Linked DNA regions of Mus musculus: region 1 is linked to region 2. Evidence: chromatin contacts called from public HiChIP or PLAC-seq data. All regions are on one chromosome and are shown on one strand. The core of a region is the stretch at or near the end of the contact, and the rest is flanking DNA. Distances in the headings are between cores, read along the strand shown. Region 1 has its middle 21 kb from the start of Cd83. Region 2 holds the start of Tbc1d7 (TBC1 domain family, member 7).

Region 1 (5,323 bases), core at 2,732-5,231, 590 kb after region 2:
GAACAAGTAGTATCTGTTAGAGGCATTATCACCCAGGAGCAGAGAACAGACAGGAAACTCTCACTGTTTTATTTCCTAGCTTCTACGCACAGGGAGACAAGGTGGCTGTTAGGATCTTCGCTGACTTGTGACTGTCCCCAGCTCCTCGAAACCTCATAACATGGGAATAATATGGATCCTAACTGAAGACAACAAAGAGACAGCCCACACTGCACATATGGCGTCCTCTCATTTGTAAGAGAATATAGACATAGAAAGCGGATGGACAGAAATATGCATGGGTATTTCTGTCAGTTGTCTCTGGGTTTTGAGACAACAAGGAAACTCTCACTTCTTTTTCACAGCACTTGCTTCCAAAGGGCCTTTGCTGTTTCTTGAGTTAGGTTCATGCTCCAAAAGCAAAGATTTGCTGCTGCTTTAGCAACATTTTGCAAATGTATGAAGGTGTGTCAAGAGTTTTAAGTCAGGCATGATTGCTTACACTTGTAATCTCAGTACAAGGGAGGCTGAGACAGGAGGACTGCCCTAAATTCAAGACAAGACTATCTTGGTTATCTATCTATCTATCTATCTATCTATCTATCTATCTATCCATCCATCCATCTATCTATGTATCTATCTATTTATGTATGTATCTATCACATATCTATGTATCTATCTATGTATCCATCTATGTATCTATTTATCTATGTATGTATCTATCTATCTGTCTATCACCTATGTATGTATGTATGTATGTATGTATGTATGTATCTATCTATCTATCTATCTATCTGTCTGTCTGTATGTATGTATCTATCACCTATCTATGTATCTATGTCTGTCTGTCTGTCTGTCTATCTATCTATGTAAATTTCTTCCTTCCTTCCTTCCTTCCTTCCTTCCTTCCTTCCTTCCTTCCTTCCTTCCTTCCTTCCTTCCTTTCTTTCTTTCTTTCTTTCTTTCTTTCTTTCTTTCTTTCTATCTCCAGGCCAACTGTGGCTACCGAGAAAGATATTTTTAGACGACGTTGTTTATTTTATTGGCTTTAATTGTGTGCATGCATGCGTGTCAATGGATGGGTACATGTCCATGAGTATAGGTGAGGCCAGACACATCAGCTATCACTGGAGCTGGAGTTACAGACAGCCGTGAGAGGCCCAGTATAGGTGCTAGGATTCCGACTTCTGCAGGGGCCTAAGTGCTCTTACACCATTGATGCATCTCTTTAGCCCCCATAGAAAGAGCTTGTCTTGAAAACCAAATCCAAAACAAATGCACAAAAGAAAATAGTTTATACACTGTACCAGCAGTGTACAGCAGTTCCCTGTAATAAATGGATACGTGCCTTGTTGCATCATAGAGGCATTCTGGTGCATAGATTCCAGGGTCCCAGAAAGTTAAGTGGGTGGTTTGATGTTTCGTCCATAAATAGGGGCAAGGTTGGCTTATTCTATTGTTCTTTTTCTTTTTAAACTCCAGATCAGTGTGCCACGCGGACGCGGTGATTTAACCAGTAGTCTGGAAAGTTCCCGTATATGAAAACTAAGTGTCTTAAAAAAAAAAAAAAAAGAAAAACCACCCCACCATAGTTCATTGAGTACTTTAATATAAAACAATTTTTCAACTTACAAAAATAAAAAGGGGAACTGCACTGTGTTCGAAACTAGACTGGGAGGAAAAAAAGTGATTCTGAAGAATTTCCTCCAGGTGTAAATATAGCCAAGGAAATCAAAGATAATTGCCGGTCATACACAGAGGTGTGCCTTACTCGTAAAAATAAAGGGTACAAAACTACGGAATCAGGATTGAACATTTGTGTACATAGGACTTTTTCTCTATAGGGGTTTAAATTGGTGCAACTGCCTACCACTTACACATTGTACTGATACAGTTAGTATAGAAAAAGAAAATGTTTATTTTTACTATCTAATGTAATTGATAATTTAACACTATCTCAATAAAAAGACTCCTATCAATAATGGCAGGCAAAAATTAATAAAATTTTTCTTGAGTGCAGGCTGTGTGTGCCGTTCTATACAATGTGGTGGTTGGAGGGCCACCTTTTGTGGCTTCTCTCCGCTCTCCCTGTCACCCTGCAGGAGGATGCTGGGATTACAGCTGTGTACTGTGTTTAACTTTTTTTTTTTGAGGGGGGGGGGTTTCAAGACAGGGTTTCTCTGTGTAGCCCTGGCTGCTCTGGAACTCACTCTGTAGACCAGGCTGGCCTTGAACTCAGAAAGCCACCTGCCCCTGCCTCCTGAGTGCTGGGATTAAAGGCGTGCGCCACCACCGCCCGGCTGTGTTTAACTTTTACATGGCCTCTGGAGATGCAATCCCAGACCATCAGGTTTATAAGGCAAATGGCCCCTGAAATTTGCCTTTCTAGTGCGTATGCCACAGACAATTAATGCATCTTACACGCCCCGCATGCGTGATCTTGTGCGGGACACAGTGACCATACATCCAGCTAAACAAGGGAAGACCCTGATGGAGGTAGTGGAACACTATCTGTAATTCTTGCTCCTTCTGAACTGGCGAGGTCCTTGCTCTCAATGAGTTTGTAGTCTTGTTGGTAAGCTTTTGAATATGTGAGCATTTAGTAAATCAAGCATAGTCTGTGAAGGAATTATATTAAACACGAGCAGGTGCTGACATATGGGACACAGCAAGAGAAGGGCCGAGTTATAAAGGGGCTGAGGTGAGGAAGCAAGTTTTCATGTCAGGACTTTACCTCCTGGAGTGCAAGGCCTGCTATGTGTCTGGCCACTGCCTGCACTTCATTTTGGCCATTTAACTCATCGTCTATTCCTCCAATAATGTCGAATAACAACACATCTCCTCAATCCCAGTGGCTTGCATCACAAACGTTTATTTTTTATTTTTTTCTTCGTATGGCTGAGGATTGGCTGGGATTCAGCTGATCTTGGCTCTGTTCCTCTGGGCCTGGCTCCCAGCTACAAGCCTACTCTGGGCTGGCTTCCTAGAGTTCCTGCAGGGACTGGCACTGCCTGAGGCACGTCTTCTCATGGTGAGGGCAGAGACACAAGAGGCTAAGTCTCACCATGGAAGCACACTAAAAACTTCTGTTGTATCACTTTCACATCTGTCTTTCAAAGTGAGTTCTAAGGCCAAGCCAAACATCAGGGAGACGGGAAAACACCCACCACAGATTCCTTGAGAGCTACTGAAAAATCCCACGATGAGAACCATGGATGGATCATCCTGAAGCAAGGAGGACTAAAGGATTGGAAATAATCCACGCAGACATGGTTATGGGATTGATAGTGTGGGTGGCAGACATGGGCTGTGCATGTAGTCTAATTGATAGAATGCTTGCCGAATCGTGCACAAAGCCCTGAGTTTGTTATCCAGCATCAAGTTAATTGGGTGTGGTAGTGCACATCTGTGATGTTAGCACTGGGCAGGTAGAGGCAGGAAGAGAAGAGGGTTAAGGGTACTTTCATCTACATAGCAAATTGTGGACTAGTTCTGTATGTTTGAAACCCTGTCTGTGACGGTGATGATGATGGTGGTAGTAGTGATAATGATGATGATGATGGTAGTAATGATGATGATGATGATGCAGTATAGATAAAAAAGATGAGCCCAGGTAGGAAAATGCAGGTGTGGGCTGATGTATTTTTTCTGTTGGGCTGAAGTGAAAAGATTAGCAATCATGTGATGCTCTCCCAGAGTTACAGAGTAGTTGGCGTGTACAATGGCAATGCAGATAGACTGGTGTTAAGTGAGACCTCATATTGGAAGAAAGTTCTATTGGAGGACAAAGATTTGGCCAACAACCAGGTAAGGAGAGAGTACACACACGTAGTGAGTGAGACCCGAAAGGTCAGAGTAGGCTCCCAACCCTCTGGGGTGCCTGGTCAAGAGGAACACCCTAAGTCTTTCTCACTTCTATGTTTCTATGATGTCAGGGCTACTTCCTTCCCCAAAATCCCCTCAGCGGCTAAGCATCACAGTGGCGCATGTGACGACCCGTGACGGCCTCTGAAAGTTCTTCTTTTGGTCCCTTCGGCAGGTGGCTGACGAGTGGAGAGCCTGGAGCCCAGCCTGCTTTGGGGTTGTCATCACTAAGACCAGCTGTAGAAGCCTGGCCAGCAGTACCCAGCGGCCTGCCTGGGCTGCAGAGTGCTGTGTTGTGAAATACCAGATACCTCGTTCATCTGGAGGGGACTCCAACAAAGGTCTGCACCTACTGGTGCTTAGCTCCGTGGTAGAACACTTGACTGTTAGAAAAGAAGTCTCTGAGTTGCAACAGCAGCACTAAGGCCCAGGCCAGGGGTGGGGGTGGGGCAGGCCTTTGATCATAACACTGGAAACACAGTGGTAGGCGGAGCTTGGTGGGTTTCAGGCCAGCCTGGTCTACATAGTTAATTCCAAGACAGGTGGAGCTTCAGACATTGTGAGACCCCGTCCCCAAAATAAGCAAATGCTGTTACCACCCAGATCACATTGTCTTCAGAGGCTACCTGGGTAGGAGTAGGGTCTCACCTAATCCCATTGTCTTCCACATACAGTGGGAAGAATACCAGCTAATTTACCATACAAAAAAGCTGAATTTAAAACACAAGCAAACATGTAAACCAGGTGTGGTGGCTCAATCCTATAAGCCCAGCCCTTAGGAGGCTGAGGCAGGAAAATCCGTGTGTTAGAAGCCAGCCTTGGCTGCATAGTAAGACCTTGTTTCAAAAAAAAAAAACCAAAACAAACAACAACAACAAACAAACAAAAACCAAAACCTCCTACCAACTCAACCACAACTCTTTCAGTCTCTAGCAGGTAGCATTTGTAAGTGCTAGTTCAAGGAGAACAAATATCTCACACGTCTAAGTATTCCAGTATATTTACTTGTGTGTGTGTTTGTGTGTGTGTGTGTGTGTGTGTGTGTGTGTGTGTGTGTGTATGTGTGGTGTCTGGTGTATGTGTGTGATATGTGGTGTGTGTTTGTGTGTGTGTGGTGTATGGTGTATGTGTATGGTATGTGGTATGTGTGTAGGTTTGTGTATGTGGTATGTGTACATGCCCGTGTGTGTGGTGTGTATATGTGGTGTCTGATGTATGTGTGTGGTACATGGTGTGTGTGTGTGTGTGTTTGTGTATATGGGGGGTGTACATGCCTGTGTATGTAGATGTGTGCATGTGTGTGTGTGTGTGTGTGTGTGTATACTCGTGTCTTTGTGTACACATGTGTGTATGTGCATATGTGTGTTGTATGTATGTGTATATGTGTGGTGTGTGTGTTTGTGTGTGTGTGTGTGTACACAAGTATGTGGAGGCCATGGGTCAACCTTGATGTCACTTTCTGAGGAGTGATTCAGCTTGG
Region 2 (5,487 bases), core at 2,215-4,714:
AGAAAAAAAACAAAAAACAAAAAAAACTTCTGACTCTACTTTCTGTTCATTTGTTTTGGTTTTGAAGTCTGTCCTATCATCTTTATTTCAAAGGATAAAGGGGCATTGAATGTCCCTCCCTTAGCATCAGAACATTACCCTCTACCACCGAGAGTCGCAGAACACAACGCGCTGAAAACTAAAACCGAAAAATAATTTAGCTCAAGATGTCTCTGGACAGATGCAAAACTGGAGGCCAGCATGATCTTCCTCCTGGCTACCCAGCTGACAGCAAAGACAGCCAGTTCTCCTTTCTCCCGTCCCAATGTTTCATGCCTGCTGAGGTGACCACCTAAAGCGCACGCCTGGATGGAACTGATTTTGATGGCTACAAAAATCTTCCTATAAGATTTAAGACAGAAGAATGTTACAGGGAAAAAGTAAAATAGCAGTCATGGCTTTTGAAGATGGTGACCAGAGAGACGCATCAGATACCTGGGTGTACAAGGGCTTTACTTCAGGAGCAAATGCTATCTTCTCTACTACCATGAATAAGCGGACAGTCCAAGAGTAATGGTTAATCTATTTCTGCTGAGGTCACCATCCGAACGGCTTTTACAGTGAGCAGTAATTGGGCCTCCTCGGGAAGACCCAATAGTCCTAAGCAAATGCTCATTTTGTGTCTATAAGATGACAAAGGGTCCCATCCGATCTATCTGAAATCAAATCCCCCCACCCCCACCTCCTGGGTCTCATACCTAGAAGCGCCTTCCATACCAACGCGCGATACATGGATGGGAGAGGGAACCTCTGGCTAAATGTGCAAAGCTTCTCGATGTCTAGAGGAAGGAAAAGAACAGTTAGAAATGTCCCGTGGGCTCACAGCACTGAACGTGCAATTTCACTTCTTAAAACCGCCTAGCTCACACGTGCCTGCAGGAGAATTCCACTGCATGATCAGCAGCCGACTTAGGAAAAGCCATAGTGGCCTCACTTCTAATCCACATCTCCTACCAACCAAGCTATCTCTGCAGCACTGTTGCAGCATAGAGATGGATTTTTCATCTACTACTACATCCCCTCTACCATGGGCATTACTTACAGAATTGGGTGGGGACACCGTGCGGCTCAGTGGTAGAGCATGCCTTAGCATGGGCTAGACCCTGGGTTCTATTCCCAGCTCTTCCAACAACAAGAAGCACTTAAGTTTGTTTTTATACTATGGTTCTGTTTTACTGTAAAAAAAAAAAGGACTTTATTATTGTTAGCTTAAGACAAATCGAATATAAATCTGTACTGAAGGATTATCTTCCACAAAAGAAAATCATAACCAGGGGTCTTGCACAGTTTACCTAGAAACCACGGTGCTATGTCTAGAAATTGAGATGAAATATATAAGCTTAATAAAAAAATAGAATCAATTTATTTTTAAATGAATTGAAGGTGCCTTATTATTTATCCCCTGGCTGCCCTAGAACTCTTCATTAAGACCAGGGTGCCCTTGGAGTCAAAGATCCCCCTGCCTCTGCTTCCACACTGCCAGGATAAATGTTTTCCACCACCACACTAAGCAATGTCTGCTTTTTACGAAGCTTTATAACAACCTTCTGCCTCTCAATGAATCTGAAAAATCTTCAATTTTCCTTAAACTACACCACTCTGATTACACACACACACACACACACACACACACACACACACCAAGTAATAAGTACTGCTTTGAGTCTTTTGCAGAAATATTTACCTGGTAACTTTGAACTAATGAACATATGCAGCTGAGACTCACCCAAACGGTCATCTTTCAGGAGGATTTCCAGTGATTTCTTTTCTTCGACACCACGAAACCCGACTTTCTCATAGTAGACTGATCGAAAGTTCCTCTGAGAGTCGTCAGTCATGTTTCATCCTTGGAGGGATTTTTTTTAGGTGAGCCTAAAACCAAAGAAAGAAGAATTGGGAAGGACATTAGGTGATTTTTCTCGGCCTTTTCAATAAGTCAAATATGATAAATTGCCTGGCCCTAAGCAAGGAGCATTAAATCTTTGGATCCACACAACCCTATCCCACCTTCCTAATGCAACTTGGCCAAAGATATAGATATGAAGATATAGGTCAGCTGCCCTCCAAGCTACTAAAATAGGTAGCACAGAGGGGGCCTCTAGGGTTCCTTCTTATAAGAACCCCTGGCACAATGAAATACCTTGTTCTCATGAATGAACAAAATACAAATGAACAAATAAGATGAATTAGAAAAGCTGGCAGGATATGTTATATAAATGGGGCTAACCAGTGGTGTGTACTAATTCTGCTTCCAGTTTTACAACTAAGGTCTCACTAAGTAGCCCAGGCTGGCCTCAAACTCTCTGCCTCCTAGGTGCGGGGGGTAAAAGGTGTGGACCACGGCTTCTGGTCCAAGATAGGTATGTTTTAAAATAAGAGGAGACATCCAAAATATTAACAAGTTATTCAGTTAGTAAAATTCTAGGTGACCTTAATTTCCTTTTTTGTTTGTTTGTTTGTTTTGGTTTGGTTTTTGTTTTGTTTTGCTTAGCTGTCCTCTCGAAAATAGGCATTTGGAGAAATTAGAAGGGGGTGGAGGGAAGCCCTAAGTCCTGCCCTTATTTTTCTTCCTATAAACACAATTCTACCAAGTTTTGTATTATCAAAATACAAAACTCCAACAGAGAAAAAGCATTAAAGTATAACCAGAAGACGGCTAAAAATCTGGCAAGAGCACTCAAATCATCTCAGAGAATACATAATTCTTTCAGAACAGTCTTTGTGATATTAATGGTAAACCAAAAGAAAAGATCAAACTAGGTTTAGTGACTAGGCACTAAAGATGCAAACATTCTTCCAAAGAATAAAGTCCTCAGCTACTAAAAGCCCCCGAGACGTCCCCAGATAACCAGGGGAGTTTGGACTTCTTGTTGGGAGTTAGATATCTGAACAGCTTCTGTTATGGGGAAGATTGCAATTCATTTTTGAAAAAAGCTATTTAGAATTTAGAATTGCCTTTAAAGAGTTCCACGGCCTCTTCATAGCTGTTAAAAAAAAAAAACCCAAAGATTAAAATGCAATCTGTAGTTTGAGGGCTCTTTTGGTTTTTGTATTTTTAAGCATTCGCTGCCCCTGTCGTCTATCGACAGCATTCCTGGGACTGCACTGTGATGGCACAGGAGTCGCCCTGAAAGATGCGCTGTCAAATCTTGCCCAGGTGACTCCACCTGCGGGAAAGGTGCCCACAACCCAGTGAAGCCCCAGGCCCCGCTCTCCCGGTATGCACGCTTCACCTCGAGTAGAGCAAACACACCCGGCTCAGACTCAGAGATCCGGGAGGCGGCGGAGAACCGGCCCGGCAACGCTGTGCTACCGGCAGGCAGACGGAACCATAAGCGTCAGGGCCGAGCGAGCGAGGGGAGCGATGCCATGAGACACCCGGCCCGGCCCTCTCCGCCTCTAACTCCCGCCGCCGGACGTGACGTCGCCCCGGATGCGCGTGCGCAGAGGACATCTGCTGGGAGTCCCACCCACACGTGGATGTTAACCGGGTGAAGCTGAAGCCCTGAGAGGTGGTAGCGGCCGAGTCTGTGCGCCCTTGAGTATCCACGTCTGTCCCTCTCACCTCGATCCCGAAACCCTGGTGATCGTCTCCCCTTCGTTCAGAGTGCTTGCTTAGGGCACTCTTCTGCCCCGTGGAAACCGGGATCCCTCAGGCGGTGTTTCTTCCACCTCGCCCGGTGGAAAATCGGAAACGAGCCTTTGCTAATCGATTGGGCTGCACTTCTTCTTCCAAACGTTCCAAGTGACCATGAGAAAGCAAATCAGTTAAGTCCTCAGCTATTAAAAACTGAGTGATGGGCAGGAGAGATAGCTCGACAATTAAGAGCACTTACGGCTTTTGTACAGAACCCGGGTTCAAATCCCAGCACTCACGTGGTGATTCACAACCATCAATAACTCCAGTTGCAGGAATTCCAAACTACCCCTTCTGATTTCTGCCAGTACGGGGCACGCGCATGGTGCTCATGCACGCAGACAAAACCTTTATACACAAATATTTAAAACTTAAAAACAAAAACTTATTGGTCCCCCAATGATCAAGGAGGGATAAGCAAAACCATTTGTTCATCGTTTACTGTGCAAAGGGGCAGTTGCTGCCATTTGCCTTTTGGCAGCTACTCAGACCTAGAATGCCAAGCGCGCAGTCAGTTAAGGCTGCTTGCTTGGGGAAGCTGCGAGCCGCTGGACAGAACTGGGGCATCCTGTGTGATTTGTCACGGAGAGCATGTTCTTTGTCCATCCCCAGGTGGCACTGAGTTGGAAGCAAGGACTGAATTAGGGAACTATTAGGAAGATATAGCTGTCTGGGACGGACTACTGATTCGTTTTTTGGATTGTTAGTGCCAATCTGGCTCACTCACATTGTAAGCCCTTCCTCCCGAGGTCTCTTCAAGTATTTTTATCACAGTAACAAGCCAAGGAGGTAACACGGCCGCAGTGAGGCGCTGTCCCCATGAGTGTTGGGAAATTACTGCAGAGAAAGCAGTACCTGGGCCGGAGAGTTAGGGATTTTTAAGGCTGTGAGTGAGTGCAGCTAGTGGTGAAGTCACATGCTGAGCTGGCTAATCTTACCTCAACCTGACACAAGCTAGAGTGACTGAAAGGAGGAAGCCTCAAATGAGAAGACACCTCCATGAGACCCAGCTTTTTCTTAATTAGTGATTGATGGAGGGTCCAGCCTATTGTGGTGGCCCCGGGTTCTGTAAGAAAGCAGGCTGAGCAAGTCATGGGGAGCAAGGCAGTAAGCAGCATCCCTCCATGGCCTCCGCACCAGCTCCTACCTCTGGGTTCCTACCCTATTTGAGTTCCTGTCCTGACTTCCTCCAGTGATGAACAGGTCTGTTGAAGTGTAAGCCTCATAAACCCTTTCCTCCCCAACTTGCTTTTTGGTCAGGCTGTTTCATCACCGCAATAGAAACCCTCAGATAGCATACAAAAGGGCCTGGGTCCACGCCAATTGCCACTTTTTAAAGTACTCACTAAATCATAATGGCAGGAAATGACAACCTGGACATGTGTGTATGAAATGGAAGTCATAGCATATTTGAGACTCCACTCCAGTCTGGGCATGTCATGGGGCACAAACAAAAGGAGAAAGTAAAACGGTTTGAGAATTGACTGTTAACATTCAGTTGTGGGAAGGCTGGGCTCTATGTGGTTGCATTTGCAAGCAGCACCCAGAAGCTGCTGCGGGTTGTATGTCCATGTCAAAGTGAAGGGCGGAGGTGTGAAGGTGCCTCGAAAATGAATTCTAGGATGCTTAATCAAATCTTAAGCAGAATGCACGTCAGGGATCCCCACCACAAACGTGGCATTTTACCAGCCCGGCAGCCCCAGGAACCCAGTACCCTGTAATTCTCAATAGAAACAGCAGAGGGCAGCAACAGCAGTGAGTTCAGATAGGCGGCACATTGTCCTGTAAAGGGGAAAACCAAACTGCCAAGG

The links. HiChIP or PLAC-seq counts read pairs in DNA pulled down with a chosen protein or histone mark.
Region 1: a contact with region 2 is called in an H3K4me3 HiChIP or PLAC-seq map of pro-B cells, with 6 times the contacts expected there. The contact joins the enhancer-like site here to the promoter of Tbc1d7 in region 2. A contact is called at or near these places in 7 of 115 datasets of contacts at active chromatin or transcription factors (embryonic basal ganglia, embryonic forebrain, embryonic stem cells and 4 more).

What each region holds. Positions count from the first base shown.
Region 1 is chr13:43,761,445-43,766,767 of GRCm38.p6, forward strand. No RefSeq gene overlaps it. Among named protein-coding and RNA genes, the nearest start is that of Cd83, 21 kb to the right of the region's middle. Within about 2 kb of position 3,982, at least 107 of the 459 cell types and tissues checked have an H3K27ac peak or open chromatin away from gene starts, as enhancers often do. A contact at or near this core is called in pro-B cells, where this site is marked.
Region 2 is chr13:43,168,037-43,173,523 of GRCm38.p6, forward strand. Tbc1d7 (TBC1 domain family, member 7) reads right to left here and starts at 3,465. Exons shown (of 8, transcript NM_001252639.1): 1 at 3,273-3,465; 2 at 1,766-1,911; 3 at 738-818. The coding sequence starts at 1,877. It overlaps Gm40929 (a long non-coding RNA gene), which reads left to right and starts at 3,786. Exons shown (of 4, transcript XR_873309.3): 1 at 3,786-3,806.